2 separate regions of the Sus scrofa genome follow, and region 1 is linked to region 2. A link is a contact called in public Hi-C data. All regions are on one chromosome and are shown on one strand. The core of a region is the stretch at or near the end of the contact, and the rest is flanking DNA. Distances in the headings are between cores, read along the strand shown.

The links. Hi-C and Micro-C count contacts between places; a contact is called where the count stands out from the background.
Region 1: a contact with region 2 is called in a Hi-C map of retroperitoneal adipose tissue, with 1.9 times the contacts expected there. The contact joins the promoter of KIAA1468 here to the enhancer-like site in region 2. A contact is called at or near these places in 5 of 47 Hi-C or Micro-C datasets (embryonic fibroblasts, fetal skeletal muscle, heart right ventricle and 2 more).

What each region holds. Positions count from the first base shown.
Region 1 is chr1:159,315,809-159,319,202 of Sscrofa11.1, reverse strand. KIAA1468 (lisH domain and HEAT repeat-containing protein KIAA1468 homolog) reads left to right here and starts at 1,528. Exons shown (of 29, transcript XM_005654481.3): 1 at 1,528-2,314. The coding sequence starts at 1,795. PIGN (GPI ethanolamine phosphate transferase 1) reads right to left here and starts at 1,469. Exons shown (of 28, transcript XM_021099782.1): 1 at 1,319-1,469.
Region 2 is chr1:158,639,807-158,643,145 of Sscrofa11.1, reverse strand. PHLPP1 (PH domain leucine-rich repeat-containing protein phosphatase 1) reads left to right here. Exons shown (of 17, transcript XM_021099624.1): 17 at 1-336. Among named protein-coding and RNA genes, the nearest start is that of PHLPP1, 220 kb to the left of the region's middle. Within about 2 kb of position 1,420, at least 11 of the 83 cell types and tissues checked have an H3K27ac peak or open chromatin away from gene starts, as enhancers often do. A contact at or near this core is called in retroperitoneal adipose tissue, where this site is marked.

The DNA of each region.
Region 1 (3,394 bases), core at 279-2,778, 680 kb before region 2:
AATATTACATTAATTGATAACTGACTATAACGACAGATTTATTGTATACTAGGCACCAGGTACTGTGACAAGCATATTCCTAATTCTGTGAACTTTCAGAGTATCCCCTTGACAGATGAAGCTGAGAGAATTAAGGAACTCTAATTTTAAAGTCTCACAGCAAATAATTGCCAAAACTGGGATATGAGCTTTAGGCTCTTCAGCTCAATAAGCATAATCCTTGAAGGGAGGACTCTAAGTGCAGGGACCTTAAATACAAAAGATTTCTAAAATGCCGCATTACAGACATGGAAATGCTGTATATAGCCAATCCATTTCTAATCATGCCCTTTCCATGACATTCCCTAATCCCTACCATTCCTCCATTACATTGGTTCCATTTTCAATCTCTCTGACAAACTTAGTTACAATGAGGATCAGCAATCTTTTTTGCTAAGAAATATGTAACAGGACAGCGCGTAGCCTATTTTGACATAATTTCCCTAAGATCTGGGATTTTTTTCCCCATGCTTTTCTTCAATATATGGCAGACACACAACAATTTAGAATTCAAACATTAGGAGCTAATATTCTATTCAAAAAATACTTCAAATTCTTACTACTAACAACATCAAAACACTTCTACCAAAAACAAAACAAAAAACCCAAAACTTCACTCCAATGAAATTTTAGTTTACCGAGTCTGGTAAACTGAAATTAAGCCTACATTTAAATGTTGGCATACATTTACATGAACCAATAACGTGCCCTAAGGATATGAAAGAATACTCTATTTGTATTTTTTCACAGAGCTAAAGGAGATACTTTACTGCTTCAATGGAATATAACTTTACCCAACCAAACCTTTGAGTTCTGTCTTCTATTTACTCCCTCCACCTCCCATACCCTCACCCTACCGCATACCGCTCTACCTCTAACTCGGTGGTAAGTAGGCGGTCCCCAGGCCTAAGGTGAGAAAGCAAGGAACAGAAGCCACATTCAGACTGCTGCCCCTGCCCTGGGCACTTGCTACACTTGCGGAGAACATGTCATTAGCAGCACACAGTAAGAAAAAGCGAAGTATCCTAAGGAAAAGTGAAGCAGCGCGTCAGAGGCCGTGAGGCCAGCTTCAGAACCACCACACCTCTCCTCTCTAGTCCCCTGACTTTACCTGGGCTTATCCAGGTGAGGCCTGATCTCAGGAATGAGGTCTTCTCAGCGCGAAGGCCGATCCAGCTCTGTAGCAGAGTTCCCCTAGGTCCCCGAAAGGAAAGCCAAGAGAACGTTCCTAGGCCACCGTCATAACTGCCCCTTATCGTGGAACGCCCCCGATACTTACCTGACCAGAGCTGCTCTCGCGATAATTCTTGGGCCCGTACTCCGTAACTCCAGTCCCCGCCCCCCTCCATCGGCCAATAAAATAGGAGTGGGGGAGGGGCTTTGCCTCTGAGCTGGGAGCGGGGCTCCCAATCTTTGCTGGCTGGGGTTGAGAACGGGCGGGGCGGGGAGGGGCGGGGCTGGGGCAGAAAGAGGGGCAGGGCCCGCGCCATTTCTCGCGAGACTGGGGACCAGGAAGACGCCTGCAGAGCCCGGCTGCTGGTGCAGCTGCTGCTAAGGCAGCGGCTGCTGCTGTTGCTACTGCGCTGCATCCGGACCATTTGCCTCCGAGCCTGGGCCTTGTCTCCAGGTGAGGAGGCGGGACCTAGTGAGGCCGGGGCTGTGGAGGTGCACAGTGCCTGCTCAAGCTTAGCTGGAATTCAGGCTGCGGCCTGTCTGATCCAGACAGGGAGGCGCCCACACTCCTGACAGTGTAAGATGGCGGCGATGGCGCCTGGAGGTGGTGGCGGCGGCGTGAATCCATTCCTCAGCGATTCAGACGAGGACGACGACGAGGTTTCAGCGACCGACGAGCGGCGGGCAGGACTTAGGCTCAGTTCTGGGAGCGGCCTAGATCCTGGCTCTGCAGACTCGCTATCGCCCCAGGATCCCGTGGCCTTAGGAAGCAGTGCAAGACCAGGGCTCCCTGGGGAGGGGTCAGCGACTGCAGTGACACTAGGGAGCACCGGGGAGACCCCCGCCAGATTGTCAATTGATGCGATCGCGGCTCAGCTGTTGCGCGATCAATACTTGCTGACAGCCCTGGAGCTGCACACGGAGCTGTTGGAGAGCGGCCGCGAGCTGCCCCGGCTGCGCGACTACTTCTCCAATCCTGGTAACTTCGAGAGGCAGAGTGGGACCCCGCCTGGGATGGGGGCGCCGGGAATCCCTGGAGCAGCTGGCATTGGAGGCGCAGGAGGTCGGGAGCCGAGTACGACATCGGGTGGGGGACAGCTCAGTAAGTGAAAGCAGCCTGCCTCTTGTCTGGGCAGTTGGGATTGTAAGAGGTTCTTGTGGAGGAGGGGGTACCTCTGGGCGGGTACTGAGTATTAGGGACGTTTCAGAGAGAGACGGTTCGGGTTGGGGGTAGTCTTTCGTGGTGGAAGCAAAAGGATATGGCAGTGACTGTTCTCTGCCCGCCTCCAACTCTTGGCTGGACTTGCACCTGCTCCTGGCTCCGCTCTTGGTGTGTATCTATTAATTATCCAGAGTTTCCAGTTCACTGGCTTTACGTGACTCCAGAAAGACTTCTTTGCAACCTGGTTTATCGCTTTAATCATTTTTCCATTTTCGACAATCTCCTGAATCACCACTACCAGGAAAAAGTGTTCCTTTAATTGTTCGCAGTAATTATTTGACTCAGAATCAAGAGGGAAAAGAATAGGAAATGTTGCTAGCCCTTAAAGTCAGATCCACTTGAAGACCTTTTGTCTTTAGGATGACTTACTTAAAAGTTAGGTTTTTTGCTGGTAAAATTTTTTCTGTTTAAATAAACTCAATTTAATTCCATTTCAGTTCCGTAATTTCAGTAGGTTTCCAGAATTTTAGGAAGCCTAGGGTGGAGGGCGGGCAAATTCTATCTACCTGCAGTGTATCTGCAGCTCACCAGCTCACAGGCCTTCTTCTCTACATTAAGTTAGGAATTAACTTTTTTTCCCTTGTTATAGTCATTTTTAGCAGTGTACAGTAATCATCTACCTCATTCATCATTTATTTATAAGCATTTCTTATGGCTTTAAAACGTGCCATCAAGGATGTATACTAGGTTCCCAGCAACCCCCTTTTGAGAGGCATCTTAGATATTACCTTACTAATGGTATGAGATGTTTTAGTGTGTTATGTGAGGCCAATTGGAATTTACTAATAAATGTTAAATATACACGTTTTAAATTGTAGCCTAATTGATTATTTTTTGTCTATACTTTTGAATAGTGCCAGAGATTTAGATTGCCTAACTTAGATGTAGTAGTGAAAGTTCAAGGAGTGCATTTTCCTTTAAGGTAAATCCTAAACAGATTTTTTTTTTTTTTTTTTTTTT
Region 2 (3,339 bases), core at 171-2,670:
TCCTGCCCACACCCACCTCGACCCCCACCTTTTTAGTTCTTTAAATGATGAGCCTGAGCAGCTAAGAGCATTGCTGTTCAAATAAGGTGGATCCTACACCACTGGAAAGGAACCTGTACCTGAGAGGCCTCTGCACCTTTTTTCTTCCTTTCCTGTTCCCACCCAGCCTTTTGACTTTTGCAGACACTTTTTAACTGTGTTCCTTACTGCCACCACAATCAGCATGATTGTATAGAGTTCAGTTAGATCATTTACATACCAAGAGTTATATTATGGCAGAATGCACAAATGAACATGTCATAATTTTTGTTATAATAAATATAAAATTTACAAGTACTGGACCCATCTGCTTTTGTCTCAGGAGCCAGATGTGTCTTGCAGATGATCACAGCTTGGGTTGGGAGTGAATGCATGGAACTTTGGGGTTAGCACATAACTGACTTTTCTTTTTTTTGGAGGGAAGACACCCATTAGGTTAACTGACATTGAAAGAAGGTAGTGAAAAAACCCTATGGTTAACATTATGCATAGCTGATTTTACAACCTATTTCTTGTCATTATTGTGTAGGATAGATGTTAGCAGGGAGCAGACAGAAGTTGCATAGAGGAGATTCCTGGAAAACTTCTCCCACAAAGCCAAGTTTGTCCCCAGTTCTCTCAGGGGTCCCTCAATCATGTGAACAGATTTATAGATCTATATTCGAACCATGAAAATCAGGAGCCAGTTGCCTCACTCTCTACCCCTAGTAGAAATAATGTCTGTGTAGTGGGGTCCACTAGAAAATCCTGTATTCCTAGTTGACATACTGGCCCCATTTACAGACTGTAGCACTGCACCCCTCACCCCACCCTGCATCTTGGGAACCATGTGTTGAAGATGCTGTTGGTCTTCTGTCTTGTGTGGACCAGCTTCTTTCAGTCTGCCCCCTCAACTGGTACCTGGCTGGTTGAGTGACAAGACATGGCAGTTGGTCTTTCTTGTAGACTCGGTAATGGGCTGTCTGTCCCTTCACTGGGTGGCCAGATCGATGGACCAACCTTGTCTTGGTGATGTCCTTTCTTCATTACATGTCAGGCTGCTTGTACAGTATGCACTTTGAAAACCACTAGGCTTTGGAAGACTGAGCTTATCTCAGCCCCGGAAGGGGCCTAGTGACCAAAAGACAAGTGTGCCAAAACCCAGGCAGAGCTCTCTGCTCTAGACCAGGAGCAAAATCACCTCCTCAATATCAGTGCAGACTTGGAGGGCTCTGGGTTTTCACCCCAGTGCCATGGTCACTGCACCTCTGGCCTGGCTCTCTGATGTCCTCAGTTCTTAAATCTCTCAAGGGGAGGGCTCCCCTGTTGGCACATGCAGGGCCTATGCAGACTGCCAGTGTGGACCTGATTCCGCTGCAGCCCACTTGCAGAGGAGTCAGCATTTCTGCCCGGAGTGTGGCCAACTGAGGAGCTCACAATAGGCCCCACGGCAACTGCTTGTGCCCACAAGTCCCATGTAGCTGATTGGGAGAAGGGCTCGAGCTTGGCATTGGTGTTTTCCTAAGGCCATCAGTTCGGTCAGTGCTGGCTTCTCAGGTGGTTATATCATTCAGTCACATTGAGCACATGCCGCACAGAAGGTTCTATGGAGATAAGGAACCGCCCTTTGGGAGCTTGGAGTAAACAGGCATGTGGATGAAAAGGAACAGATGAACACATATTAAGTAGCTAAAGAGACAGAGATCCACCAAATAGGCCTGCTTGCTTTTGCCTCGAAGCCTCCCAGCTGTTTCCTGAGGAGCTCCTCTTCACTTTCATCAAGGCAGCGTCTAAGAATGTAGAATTGCTTATAAAACTGTTGTGCTTAATATTTGAAGATCCTCAAAGCCGTGGGCTCTCCAAGGTGAGTATGAGGGCGAAGGGCATCCACCTACAGCGTTCTCTCTTTCCTGCTGGGAGAGCCAGTGAATTTAACTGGGAGAGGGCAGGGTGGGAGGTTGGAGCGGAAACTCAGAGGCTCTGAGAAGGCTCGTGGCCTTGCTGATAGACTCAGCATTCCCTGCTGAGGACCCTGGAAATTGTCTGGTGTTGGGTCAGCCAGGGGCTGCCACGTGTTGCCCACAGGATCCTGATTTTGCAGAAGGCAGTCTCAGGAATCGGGACACCAACTGGTCCGCTGTGGTTTCTGCAGATTGCTTTTGTCACAGCACCACCTGCTGGTGAGATTAGATTTGGGGTGGAAATGGGTATAACTTTTTGCTCCTTCCTGCCCTCTTCCAAAAGAAGGAAATTTCAGGTACTTATTCTTTTCCTAGACACATGACAGAAAGCAAGCCCAAGCACTATTAAAGTAGTCAGAGAAGCTGCATTGAGCCTTTTTCCTATTCCCCCTGGAGATCAGCTTTGTGAGGTAGTACAACTGACGACTGACTCCTGTTATGGGCAGTTTTTCCGTGGGAAGCTGATATGCAGACATATCAAGAGGTATAACCAGGATCGTAGCATCAACCTGGGAAAAAGAAGTCCATTTCCAACATCCATCTAATCCTCTCTTCCCCGTGGTGAAAAATAAATGCACAAAAACTTATAATATGCTTTGGATCTTACAGGACAATATGAGTCAGCTCTTTGTTGGCACTGCCCAGTGGGGAGAAAAAGAACAATTCCCATGTGAACACACATCAGGAGTCATTTTGAATTCGGTCTGACACATCAGGAATAGAATTTCTATAAAGTGTGGGCTCTGTGGTATCTGCCCTCCTACCTCCCCAGTGACCACACCAGCTAATCTGTAGATAGCAAAGCCTTATCTAAGTGGAAATTGTGTCATTGCTGTAAACGAAGAACTTAAGGTGGTCAAATAGAATATAATTGGGAACATAGCAAAAGGACTTTTTTATTTTTATTCTTTGTCTTTTTAGGGCCACACCCGTGGCATATGGAGGTTCCCAGGCTAGGGGTCTATAATCTGAGCTGTAGCTGCCCGCCTACGCCAGAGCCACAGCAATGTAGGATCCGAGCCGCGTCTGCAACCTACACCATGGCTCACAGCAACACCCGATCCTCAACCCACTGAGCAAGGCCAGGGATCGAACCTGAAACCTCATGGTTCCTAGTTGGATTTGTTTCCACTGTGCCACGATGGGAACTCCAAAAAGACTTTTTAAAATTAAAAACTCCTAGAGAAACACCTGTTGGAACTGTTACAGGAGAGAGAGATGAGGGAATGGTAGAGAAAATAGGCTTTCCTCATTTCTAGACATTGAGCTTCATTTTCTTGCAGTTCATCCCCCAAAATGCATTTTGTGCAACTGAATCTTTACAAACTATTCCACTCTTGTTCACCGGTTATGAAATTAC